Regions from separate parts of the Bos taurus genome. Here region 1 is linked to region 2. A link is a contact called in public Hi-C data. All regions are on one chromosome and are shown on one strand. The core of a region is the stretch at or near the end of the contact, and the rest is flanking DNA. Distances in the headings are between cores, read along the strand shown. Region 1 overlaps POU2F3 (POU class 2 homeobox 3). Region 2 holds the start of POU2F3 (POU class 2 homeobox 3).

What was found. Hi-C and Micro-C count contacts between places; a contact is called where the count stands out from the background.
Region 1: a Hi-C map of liver shows a contact between it and region 2, with 2.5 times the contacts expected there. The contact joins the enhancer-like site here to the promoter of POU2F3 in region 2. A contact is called at or near these places in 6 of 11 Hi-C or Micro-C datasets (4-cell embryo, blastocyst, liver and 2 more).

What each region holds. Positions count from the first base shown.
Region 1 is chr15:30,871,557-30,877,820 of ARS-UCD2.0, forward strand. All of the region lies in intron 3 of POU2F3 (POU class 2 homeobox 3), which reads left to right. Among named protein-coding and RNA genes, the nearest start is that of TLCD5, 37 kb to the right of the region's middle. Within about 2 kb of position 1,470, at least 2 of the 102 cell types and tissues checked have an H3K27ac peak or open chromatin away from gene starts, as enhancers often do. A contact at or near this core is called in liver, where this site is marked.
Region 2 is chr15:30,814,963-30,821,147 of ARS-UCD2.0, forward strand. It overlaps POU2F3 (POU class 2 homeobox 3), which reads left to right and starts at 2,034. Exons shown (of 13, transcript NM_001205830.1): 1 at 2,034-2,061. The coding sequence starts at 2,034.

The DNA.
Region 1 (6,264 bases), core at 220-2,719, 56 kb after region 2:
GTGCATGTAATAAAGTTAATGAGTATCTGATCAGTATGTGAAAAGCAAGTGTATGTCTATATTTCACAGCAAACAAGTTAAAAATGAAACTGTAAACACATTTATAACAGTATCAGAAAAATCAAATCCTAGAGGTGCAATACTTCTAAAAACTATAAAACATTGCTGAGAGAAATTAGAATATTCAAATAGGCTAAATTTATATAATTTAGAAGGTCTACTGTAATAAAGGTGTCTATTTCCCTCAAATTAATCTATAGATAATGCAATCCCCATTAAAATACTGGAAAGTGAAAAAAAAAAAAAGAAAGCAATAAATAGCTATCCAAAACTGAAATAAAGTCTTTGGATCTGTAAGAGATAGATTTCAGGGACTGAAAATCCACTTATTTGGGAAGCTTCCTCAGAAAATCCTAGAAATTTGACAGATGTGTTGACTTTTAAATCAGATAACCTGAGTTCAAATCAGAGCTCTCCTGATAACCAGCCATGTACCTTGGATACATCATTTACCTTTCATGAACCTGTTTTCCTTAACAGTAAAACAGGAATAGCATCACTTGCCTTTTCAATCTTATGGGGATATTCTGAAAATCAACCAAACTGATATGTTTGAAAGTGCTTTGTAAACTGTAGAGCTTCATGGAAAGGTGTGGGTAAGGGCTATAGGCCACATCCAGGTATGGCCTCTTGGTAGACGATGACTCAGGTTATGGCAGGAGAAGGAGATGGATTCTCAGTTATTGATTTAAAAACACACACATACAACAAACATATCTATGTGCATATATGTGTTTATTTAGAAAATGTGCCCTTAAATGTCTCAAGACACTTCTTTCACCAGGTAAAAAAGGAAACTATCACTAACTTGAATACCTTAGGAACTGAAATCTTCCAAACTCAAGCACTGAAATTTGGAGTTCTTTCTCTTTTTAATCTTATTAATATTTTTTTTCTAATTTAAAATGAATAATTACCTTTGAAAATTTGGACATTACAGAAATATTTGACTTAGTGAATACCTTCTGGAACCCCAAATGCCCTCCGTGTGTCTGTTCTAAGCAATTGGATTGACTCTGGTCTTTCAGAATTTTTTCTGTGTTGGTTCTTTGTGTCCTACAGGCATTCAACAGAGAATTCCTGAAATAGTCCTTTGTTATAGAGGATAAACCTTTGGGGGTGGAAATATATTTTCGATACTAAAAGTTTGCCATTCCATATCTGCCTCTCCGTTCTTACTGTTTTGGCCTAAGGCATGTCCTCAGCAGCTCTTTACCTAGACTGTCATGATAAACAGCTCTTTAATTAATTCCCCTGCTCACAGGTATCCTCTCTTCAAATCCATATTCCATACAGCTGTTAGCATAATCTAACTAGGTGAAAATCTCACATGTCCCTGCCCTTTGCTCAAGTTACACTTTGCCCCCGAGTCCAGCCTCAGCTTCTTTGCGTGATCCACAGGGCCTCTGTCATCAGGCCCTGGCTGCTTGCCCCAGCCTCTCCCACTCCACGCTGTGGCAGCACTGAATTGCTCGTCGCTCTTGAACATGAAGTCGTTTCGTTATCTGTGACTGTGGACAAGCTGCTCCCACTTCCTGGCATGCCCTGCTTTCCCTTCTGTTGAACCCCCCTTCATTCTTCAAGGCTCCTCAGAGGCTCCCACCTCTCTTTCCTGGAACCTTCCTATCTGACCCCTCTTTTTCTGGTTATCTGTCCTCTGCCCTGACAAAGCAACTCACAACCTTCCCATGCGACCACCGCAGCACCGCCTTCCCACTGCCTTCAGTATTGCACTGTAGGTGATGTTTTTGTTTGTTTCAATTCATTACTTATCTATTTTTTAAAGCTTTTTATTTTATATTGGAATGGCAATGATCAACAATGCTGTGATAGCTTCAGGTAGACTGCAAAGGTCTCAGCCATTCACATACATGTATCCCTTCTCCCTCCTCCCCTCCTAGCCAGGCTGTGTAGGTGACTGCAGTTTTACTTGCCATCTCCTAATTGGTCTGGGAGGTCCCTGTTCACCTTTGTGTCACAGTTACTCTTGGTATACAATAGGTGCATACTAAATGTTTATTGAACTAAAATGGGAAGGGGAACTTTATGGGGCAGAAAAAGCTATGTTTAAAGCCACTTGGAAGACCATATGCTCCACTGCTACCGGAGCAGATGTGGGATCAGAGGGCCACAGAGGCACATCACTTTATCCAGGGCACCAGAAGAATACAAGAGACGAGGACCTCAGTCTTCCTTAGAAGACTATTCTCAAATATGCACGTTACCAGGGAAAGCCTTTTACTTGCATTTATAGCCAATGCTCAGCCTTTCAGAGACAGGCTTCCAGGTCACAGGCAGTTCCCCAGGGGATGCCAAAGAGAATCCCAGTCAGACTTGTTGAAAGTTTACTTTTGATTACTACGTCAGCCCCACATCCATGTAAAAATCCCAGGCTCCACTTGTGGAAACCTGTACACCAACTGTGTACCACATGTGAAAACAGCATGGCCCACCGAGGAGGCAGAGGTCAACAAGTTCATTTTTAGGTGGGAAATTCTGGGTGGAAACAGAATGGGATGCCTTACAGAGTGGTATGGGCAGAAGAAGGGAGGGTCTGGGGCCCAAAGATCCAAATAGAAAGTCAGGCTCTGCTCTTCCTGGCTGTGTGATGGGCCTATTAATTTCTCTAGTCTTGGTTCCTACATCTGTAAAAATGGTTCAATAAGGTTATTTTCCTCATTGAGTTATCATGAAGAATAAATGATGATCCATTTGAAAGTACTTTTATTTTTATTGTAATTGTATTTACTTATTTTTGGCTGTGCTGGGTCTTCGTTGCTGCATGGACTTTTCTCTAGTTGTGGTGAGCAGGGACTAGTCTCTAGTTGCAGTGTGTGGGTTTTTTATTGTGGTGGCTTCTCTGTTGTGGAGCACTTGCTCTAGGCACGTGTGCCTCATTGGCTGTGACACATAGTTGTGGTTCGCAGGCTCTAGAACACAGGCTCAGGAGTCGTGGCACACAGACTTAGTTGCTCCGTGACTTGTGGGATCTTCCTGGTCCAAGGATCGAACCCGTGTCTCATGCACTGGCATGTGGTTCTTTACCACTGAGCCACCAGGGAAGCCCTAAAGTATTTTTAAAATATTACTTTTTCCCTTTCTTGAACTGATGCTCTTGGAACTAATCTATGTAGCACTTCATGACTGCAGGCTGGTGCTGTGTGTGTGCACAGTCTCCTTTGGACCCCAGAGTACAATATACAGTAGTGTGAGAATATCGTGGTGTGTCTGAGCCTTCTCTTTCCCTGTCCCACATCTCTTCCTCATGATGAGGGAGGAAAAGAGCAAATGTCAACCCCCCTGGAGTTAATCTGTCTGTGTGAAAGTCAAGGGAATATAAGAATGCTGGTTCCCAAAGCAAGCGTTATCAGGTCACACATCAGGTAGATGTGTGCTTTATCTGCATCTAAACCTTACCCTGTGTAGTAATGGAGAACTCTGAATCGGGACTGAGATTAAATCTTATTAGAGCAATGGGATTAGGGTTACTACTGAGTTACTTCAGGAGCCAGAATGGGCAACAACCCCAGGGTGATAGAAACAGGAGGCAGAGTCATGCTACTGTGTAGGGGAGTGGACTTGAATACTGGGTGGAAAGTTAGGAGACCTGTTCTTAGGGGCCCTGACTTGGTCTCCAGACTTGGCGTGACTGCATCTCTAGCTGGGCTGCCCTGATAGGTGATTTCTCCTCTGGAGAAATCAGAGTCAGAGCTGTAAAATGAACCATTTGAACCAGGTTGTATCTACACTTCCTGTGAGTTCTGATGGGAAAGGGAAGGAATCCACATTGTTGAATGTCTGCCATGCACTTGACAACAATCTGCACAAAGCTACCTTGAAGAGTCTATGGTTTTATCACACATGGTAGTCAGGTTTATGTAGAACTATGCACTCAGATAGATGTGGATTGAAATCCCAGATTTACCAGCAGGAAGTATCTTTTAGCGTTTCTTAACTTTTCTAAGACTCAGTCTAGTAAAATGGGTCTGCTGCTGCTGCTGCTGCTAAGTCACTTCAGTCGTGTCCAACTCTGTGTGACCCCATAGACGGGAGCCCACCAGGCTCCCCTGTCCCTGGGATTCTCCAGGCAAGAACACTGGAGTGGGTTGCCATTTCCTTCTCCAAAGCGTGAAAGTGAAAAGTGAAAATGAAGTTGCTCAGTCGTGTCTGACTCTTCGAGACCCCATGGACTGCAGCCTACCAGACTCCTCCGTCCATGGGATTTTCCAGGCAAGAGTACTGGAGTGGGGTGCCGTTGCCTTCTCCAAAATGCGTCTAGTGACTCAATAAACATACCTGTGTGCTCACAAGTCAACTCCAACTCTCTCTTTTATACATGACAAATTTCTTAAGTAGATTCCATCTGGTGTGTTTTCTTCCTTTCATGGATGCATAATCTAGGCCTAGAGAGATGAGTGAAATAACTAAATATAAGATCATGCAGGTCTTTAGAGGCACACATGGAGCCCAAAGTCAGGTCTCCTGGTTAATTCTGAGCCTTGTGCTTGTTTCCTGGATGTGTTCTTTTTTTCCCAACCCCTGCTCTGAAATGAATCACAAGGTTCTTCCATGATAGGCAGCCCAGTGTATGCAGAAGAACCCAGTGTGGTGACAACCAGCATTCACACATCAGATAGTTCCCAAGAATAGCCACTAGCAAAAGGTTTTCAGAGTTTGATTCCATGCTCAGCCTTTCGAGCCCCAGCCCTCCCCACCCCTTCTTCTGGCCATTTCACTTATTTGGGGGGCAAAACAGCCATCTATAGGGGTGAATCAACAGTTCTCTGTGGCACTCCTTCCCAGTCAAAGAATCAGAGAGGCACTCCACGCCTCTTGTCGACCAGGTAGGTGGCCAGGATAACTAGAAGACTCTGATTCAAAACAGGTCAGGGTTAGGAATTCCCTGGCTGTCCAGTGATTAGGACTCAGCATTTTCACTGCCACCGCCCAGGTTTAGTCCCTGGTCAGGGAACTAAGATCTGCAAGTCAAGTGGAGAGGCCAAAAAAAAAAAATCAGGGTCTAAAAAGAGAGCTAGCATTAATCCAGCTCTTCACTGGAAGCAGATGCTGCTGGTGTCCCCAGAGGGCTAGAAAGCAGCACAGTGGTTAAAGTGCTTCAAGTCCTGGGCACCGAAAATAATCCATGAGGATGTGACCTCCCAGAGAGCACAGCCCCTTCCTAGAGTTTTTAAACTTGAATGCACGGACCTGTATGCCAGAGGGAGAAGAAAACTTTTATGGGCTTAAAATGATGGGGTTTTTTCAGACATGTGTCAGTACTAGCAGTGCTATGTGCTAAGAACTGAAGCCAAAGCATTAAATAACAGGACTGATAAGCATATTGCATTTCCAGAGGAGGTACAAGCAGGAAAAACAAGAAGGCCTCTATGGAAAGCTTCTTTTCAGGAAGGAACAACTCCAAGTGGCCCCACCCTCCTAAGAAATTGTATGTTTATTGAAGGACTCCATGTCTCCTCACTTCATCAGTCTTTGTCTAGAAGTTCAGTGCTGCCCAAGAGAAGATTCCAAAGTGCAACAGGCCAAGGTACATCTAGGAACTTCTCTGGTGGTACTGTGGATAAGAATCCACCTGCCAATGCAGGGGACAGGGGTTCCATCCCTGATCTGGGAAGATTCCACATGCCTTGGAGCAACTAAGCTAGTGGGTCACAACTGCTGAGCCCACGTGCTGCAGCTCTTGAAGCCTGAATGCCCAGAGCCTGTTCTACAACAAGGTTTCTTACTGTTTAGTCGTTAAGTCGTGTCCAACTCTTTTGCGACACCGTGGCAGATGAGCCCACCAGGCTCATCTGTCCGTGGGATTTCCCAAGCAAGAATACTGGAGTGGGTTGCTATTTCTTTCTCCCAGGGCTCTTCATGACCCAGGAATCGAACCCGCATCTCCTGCACTGGAGGCAGATTCTTTACCACTAATGTACTTGGGAAGCCCGCTCTACAAGAGAAGCTACCACAATGGGAAGTCCGTGCATTGCAACAAAGAGTAGCCCCCACTGACCACAGCAGAGAAAACCCTCGCACTGCAGTGAAGACCCAGCACACCTAATTGAAAAGAAAACACCCACAAAACTGTTTTTTAAAGAAGGTGCATCTAGGCTAGTCTGTCATAGACCTGACTAGACCTCATCCAGTCCATCTCTTCTCCCCAGGCACTTCCCACAGGGACCCAAAAGGGTGGGAGCCTTG
Region 2 (6,185 bases), core at 784-3,283:
TTGGGGCAAACCTGAAGTGGAGGAGGGAAAGAAAAGGAAAGGAAAGAGAAGGGAACAGCCTGGCAGTGTCCTGAGGCAGATGGGGGAGGGGACATCCCTGGGTTCACTAGGCCTCCAAAAAGCTACTGGTCTCTTTCCTCTGCCAGAAGAAATAGGAAGAAAGTCTCCTGCCTTCTTGCCAAGGGTGGGGAGAGGAGCGGAAGGTGCGACAGGGGTGAGTGGTTGTATGGACCCGAAGAGGTGCTTATTAAACACTTTCTATCCTTGCAGGGCTACTGTGGCCCCCACTGAGCCCTTTCTGACACCTGACATGTACCCTACATGGTATTTGGTGCAGTGGGGAAGACAATCAGTTAACAGCCAGGAGGAAGAATAAGAAAAGTCCTACAGAACAGGCCACAAGGGCTATTAGGAACATTGAAGTGTTACAGTAATTTAATAACAGATCATGTAACTTCTAACTTCAGAAAGGAGGTGGCATCTTAATTATGTACAGAGGGAATAGAGTGTAGAGCTTTCAACCAGGAGCCCTGTTACTTACTGGCTGGGTAACTTTGGCAAGCTAAACCCTCTAAACCTCATTTTCCCCATCTGTAAAACGGAAATATAACAGTCCAATGTGTAGTTGTTATGAGGACTAAACAAGATCAAGTGACTTTAAAGTGCTGGTTAGCACACTGCCTGACACACACTGAAAGCTCAATAAATTCTGGATGTTATGACGGGGATTATGGGAGTGGATGGTGAGTGGATATACCACCTGGAAAAAAATACTGCAAACAATGCATAGAGGCAGAAAAGTCCAAGATCTGTTCTGTAAGCAGCTTGATAGGGAGACCTGCCTGGAAAGCAAGGCGAGAGCTGCTTCTGCTGGGGGCACCCAGCTTCCTAGGCTTATAGGCAGGTCGTCTCTTGACCTTGGCACCTCTTACTGGGACCTGAAGAGTGGAGCAGAAGAGTAGGGGAGCTCAGAGGATGAGTCTATGATGCGTGCTGGAGAGAGCATGGAGTGGGAGTCCAGAGACCTACCCCTGGCCAGGATCCTACCCCCAGCCAGGCTCCTTCCATCACTAGGGTACTGTGTTGCCTTTGGACAAGTCACTTCCCAGCTCTGTACATGAGGGAGGTGGCTGCTCCCACAGCCCCTGTCACTCAATAAATAACTTTCACATCATTCTCTCAAAGAGCCTCACAGCAATCTGGAACCTGATAGAGCAGGCAAGAGACAGAATCTTCACCTAGAAAACGTGATAATTAGCTGGGACCCATCCAGGTCCCAGGAGGAGATGAGGATGCATGGGGACTTAGGTGAGCTTGGCCACCTGCTAGGTTCCTATCATTAGATGCAGTTAAGATTAGCACCTGTCCCATTTTATGGCTGAGTAAACTGAGTTCAGGGAGGTGATGAGCTTCCTCTCGTGTTACACAGCCGGCAAGCGGCTGAAAGGTAGAATTCCAACTCTAGATTCTTGCCAGCACACTCTCGTGGCTTCTCCAGACACACCAGAACTCCTCCAAGAGCTGGGGCATCTGTCCAGAGGAAAGCTCAGGCCCCCGCTGGTTAATCCTCCAGGGGTTCCTCAATAGGACGAGCCAGACCAGGAGCCTGGGTGCGGTGGGAAGAGGCCGCCGGCCGGTCTGGGGCGGACAGGTGTTCCGCAGGGTCGGGACCCGCCCCGGCAGCACGGACTGCCCCCTCCGCCAGCCCCCGGCTCCCCAAATGCAAATCGCTGCTTTGCCTGGGCCTGGGGCCAGGCGCGGGGGCCCTGCCAGGGGGCGTGGCCCGCGGCCCCCGCCCGCCGCGCGGCGTGCTCACCTGGGGAGTGTGGCAATCCCGCCGCGCAGAGTGCTGCCCGGGCGGCCGCGAGCGAGCAGCGGAGCGCGCGACGGCGGCGGCGACGGCTCCGGCGGCGGCTCCCGCGGCGGTGGCGGCCGGGGACAGAAGGCAGGAGACCCTGGCTTCCCCTGGGGCCCGGCTGGGGCAGACGCGAGGGGCCTGGGGGGAAGCTGGCTTTGGCCCCGCCTGGGGCAGGATGGTGAATCTGGAACCCATGCACCCAGGTGAGGGGCGGAGGGCGCGAGCTCTGACAGGTGTCCCTGCGTGCGGGAGGGGACGAAGGACAGGGGCGCCGCTCTCAGGGGTGTTGTTCCCCTGCGGCCAGGTGAGGGCGGTGTGGACAGCGGGTCACCCGGGGCGGGCGGGCGCCTGGAACGTCTGGGGGATTGGGGGGAAGAATGCGGGTAGAAGCTACAGCCTAGGGGTGTCAGGGCTTCTGAAGGCTCGCAGCACCCCAAGAGCCACAGCTATGTGGGACCTGAGCGTGCTGGGCTGTCCTAGGCTCGGGGAAGTTGCCTTACTCTTCACTTACTGCAGAAGGGTGGCTCACTGGCTTAACCACGGGTGTGGACCTGGGAGTGCAAAAGTGAGGGAAGTACTTGTATCCACATGTTGGTGTTTGGTGTCCCCGGCATTTATATCAAGTAGAGGCCAAATGGACATTTGTGCCGTCTAGGGGTGCCTAGGAGAAGCGAACAGAGCTGGGCATTTACACAGGCACAACCCGGGCAGCTGGTACAACGCACCTATATTGATTAGGGCTTACGGAAGTACGTCTGGTGAATATCAGAGGGGAGTCTACCTGTCCTCAGGTATGTTGGGAGAGAAGGTGGAGCAGACCCCATGAAGGTGTGCCTGCTCCCCAGCTCTGTGGATCTAGGTGATGTTACAGGCTGGTGCACGGCAGGGTTGGGGAGTCCGTGTGCAGGGGCTGGGCCGGAGCTCTGTGGGACCCCACCGGAGGAGTAGCCTGCTCAGGGGCCTGTGGGAAGTCCTTCCATCTCTTTGTCTGAGAGGGGACGTGAGAGATACATCAGCAGTGGGTGCATGACAGCGGAGACCCAGGGGTACCCAGTTCCTGTGTTCTTTGTTCCATGTCCCATAGATTTAGATTCCAAGCTCTCCTCTCCCCAGGGGTGGGAACCTAGGCCATAGAAATACTCTTCTGGGAGTCAGTTTCCCCTGCATGAAAGGTCTGTGAGCACGGAGTGAACCAGGGCCCTCTCCATTCACCCCGCTGATCCCTCCTTCCCCATCCGGGGGAGGACAGGGGCTCCTAATACCAGAGGCTGGACTTGGTGTTGGAGTGGGGCTTCTGGAGGTCTGAGGGCCTGAGCAGAGAAGGACTCCAGGTGAAGAAAGCTGAGCCTGGTTTTGCCATTTCAAACCAGCGACTTGCCTCTTAAAGGGGGCAGCACCCAATGCATGGCCTTTATTAAGGACTTCAGGGCTGTTGGTGGAATTTTGTTACCTGCTCTTCTTTCTGGAGGAAGCAATTTTCAAGACCCAACCCAAGGAGCACGGCAGGCTAGAGTCTGGCCTTTTCCTGGAGCGGCCAGTCCTGAAATCAAGCAGCAGTGGATGCACAGGGGAGACCCAGGGACCCCAGTTTCCCCAGACGTAGTCCTGATGTGGCTGAGAGAAAGCCAGCTGACAGGGAGGTGTTAACTCTGAGTGGATCCCTGGGCACCAGGACGTGCCAGGAAGGGCTCAGTGAGGCGGAAGGAGCCATCCAACTGGGTATCATCCAATGTTTGGGGAAAGTCCATTTCCAGATCCTGAAGTACCAGTACGGAGCTGGACGTGGCCAGGAGCCTATCCTGGGCTCTCGTTCCTCCACTTCCCACCAAGAAGGCCTCAGCACACATGGGGAGCAAGACCTCAGGAAGATCAGAGACTTCCTGGGGGTTTTCCACCTCGTTGTCTTCTAGAGGCTCCTTCTCTGGGGGAAGTGGGAGGAGGGGGGACCCTGCAACCCAGCAGGGAGGCCATCTGAGGGTGAAGAGGATCTTGCCGAGAGCCCTAGAGGGTGAGGCTGAGGTGAGGAGGCCAAGCCCTCCTTGCCTGGCCTGGGAGAAAGCTCCAGGCTGATGCTTATCAGAAGCCCAGCACCTCCCCCAGCCCTGTCCCCTGCAGGCAGACACTGAGGGGTGATTAAGCTAAACCTGAGGGGCACTGCCTCCTCAGGTGGGGTCTGCGTCTACTCGGTGTGGGCAACCTGAGTCATCTCTCTACAGCTGCTTGCTGCCACTCCCCAGCCCACTTCTTCAGCCTGTCTCCCCTTGGGGCTGTCCAGCTTCCCTGTGAGGTTTCTTGGCCCCTCTGTGGTGTCCGGTTCCCCTTCGACAGCACCTCAAAGGGATCGCTCAGTTTGGGACTTTCTGTGAAGCCTCTCTGACTGGGTCTCCATTTGAGGGTTCCCTTTGCTGGGTCTTCTCAGTGGGCTTCTTACTCCAAGGTCATCTTTTTAGGGTCCTTCAATGAGGGCCCTGCTGTGGGGTCTCTGAGGGAGGGTCCATCTATGGAGTGTCTCCTTGTGGGACCCTCTCTTGGGTCTCTCAGTTCAGGATCCTCTTTGCGGAAATTTGGTCTCTCTCTCTCTTTTTTAAAATTATTTATATATTTATTTGGCTGCATTGGGTCTTACTTGTGGCACTCAGGGCCTTTCATTGCAGAACATGCACTCTCTAGTCGTGTGCAGGCTTAGTTGCTCCACCGCATGTGGGATCTTAGTTCCCTGGCCAGGAATCGAACTCGTGCTCCCTGCATTGCAAGGTGGATTCTTTTATATATATATATATATATATACACATACACACACACACACACGCATACACACACACAATAAATTTATATGTAATGAATAAATATATAATAAATTATATATATATAATATAATATTTAATATAAATATATTATATATATATATAGTTCCACCTAAAACTATCACAACATTTTTAATTGTCTATACTCCTATATATATATATAGGAGTATAGACAATTAAAAATGTGATAGTTTCAGGTGGACAGCAGAGGTTCAGCATGCATACACATGTATCCATTGCTCCCCTCCCATCCAGGCTGGCAAGACGGATTCTTAACCACTGGACCCACCAGGAAAATCCTGAAATCTGGTCTCTTTTGAACCCTATTTTTCCCCTCCCAGTGGTCCTGTGTCCTGTGGGTACTTTATAAACAGCACTTGCCCTTCGAATCCCCAGTCTGAGCCCTTGTGGATTCCTCCTCCATTGATTTACTACAAGAGTTTGGGGTGGGGTGTGGGCTACCCTGAAACTCCCCACCTAGCAGCTCCGTTGGCATGTCAGCCCCTGTGCCAGCCCATCTTTTCACTCAGATAACCTGGGTGCCAGCTGTGATCCAGGTCTGCCTGGGGCCTCAGCACTTTGTGTTTTGTAGAGCACCTCTCCTTCAACACAAACACTCGAGCATGAATGAGGTCACCAGACAGGGGGGCACCCCAGCCAAAGAGGGGCTCCTCCCTCCCAGGCCCCAAACAGGTGGAGGGGTAGACAAGAGTCAGACAGAAGGCTTCCCTGGGGGTGCAGCTAAGAACCTGCCTGCCAGTGCAGGGGACAGGGATTTGATACCTGGTCCACGAAGATCCGGTAACTAAACTCGTGTACCCCACCCACTGAAGTCCACTCGCCTTAGAGCCTGTGCTCCTCGACAAGAGAAGCCACCACAACGAGAAGCCTGCACAGCCGGCAACTAGAGAGCAGTACCCACTTTCCGAAAGTAGAGAAATTTGATGCGCAGCAACAAAGACCAGTGTAGCCAGGAAAAAAAAAAGGAATCAAAAACCTCAGGCAGAAGAGACAGAAGAGACAGTGGAATTCAGCCTAAGGGGGACACTCAGTTAGTCCCAGGGCACCTCTTGTTTTGCCCCTTTTCTCACTGTGAGCTGTTCCCCATCAGGGTTGGGAAAGAAGATTCAAGTCTCACAGACTGATACCAGTTACGGCTCGGGACCCCAGGGTCCTTCCAAGGTCTCATGAGAGGATGTGCATTTCTCCTGAAGTAGAGGCGAGGGTTGACTCCTCCACAGCAGAGTTGGAAACATGGCTAGCTTAGAAGTAGGACGGTGGGCCCCTTGAATTGCCTCTGGGAGAAGTGCCCCCAGCAGTGGGTGTGGGAGGGAGAAGTCAGGAGGAGCTCCAGTCCCTTCCGAGGAGTTGAAGATGGACCGTAGGAGAGAGGGGAGTGGACCTTTTGCTTTCCCAGCATCGCCTGGGCCCGGGATGTCCAGGACACTGTGGGCACTGAGCCTGCAGCCTGGGGAAGTGCTGCCCCTCAGACTCTGCTCCTACAGGTTCACACACACATCCTG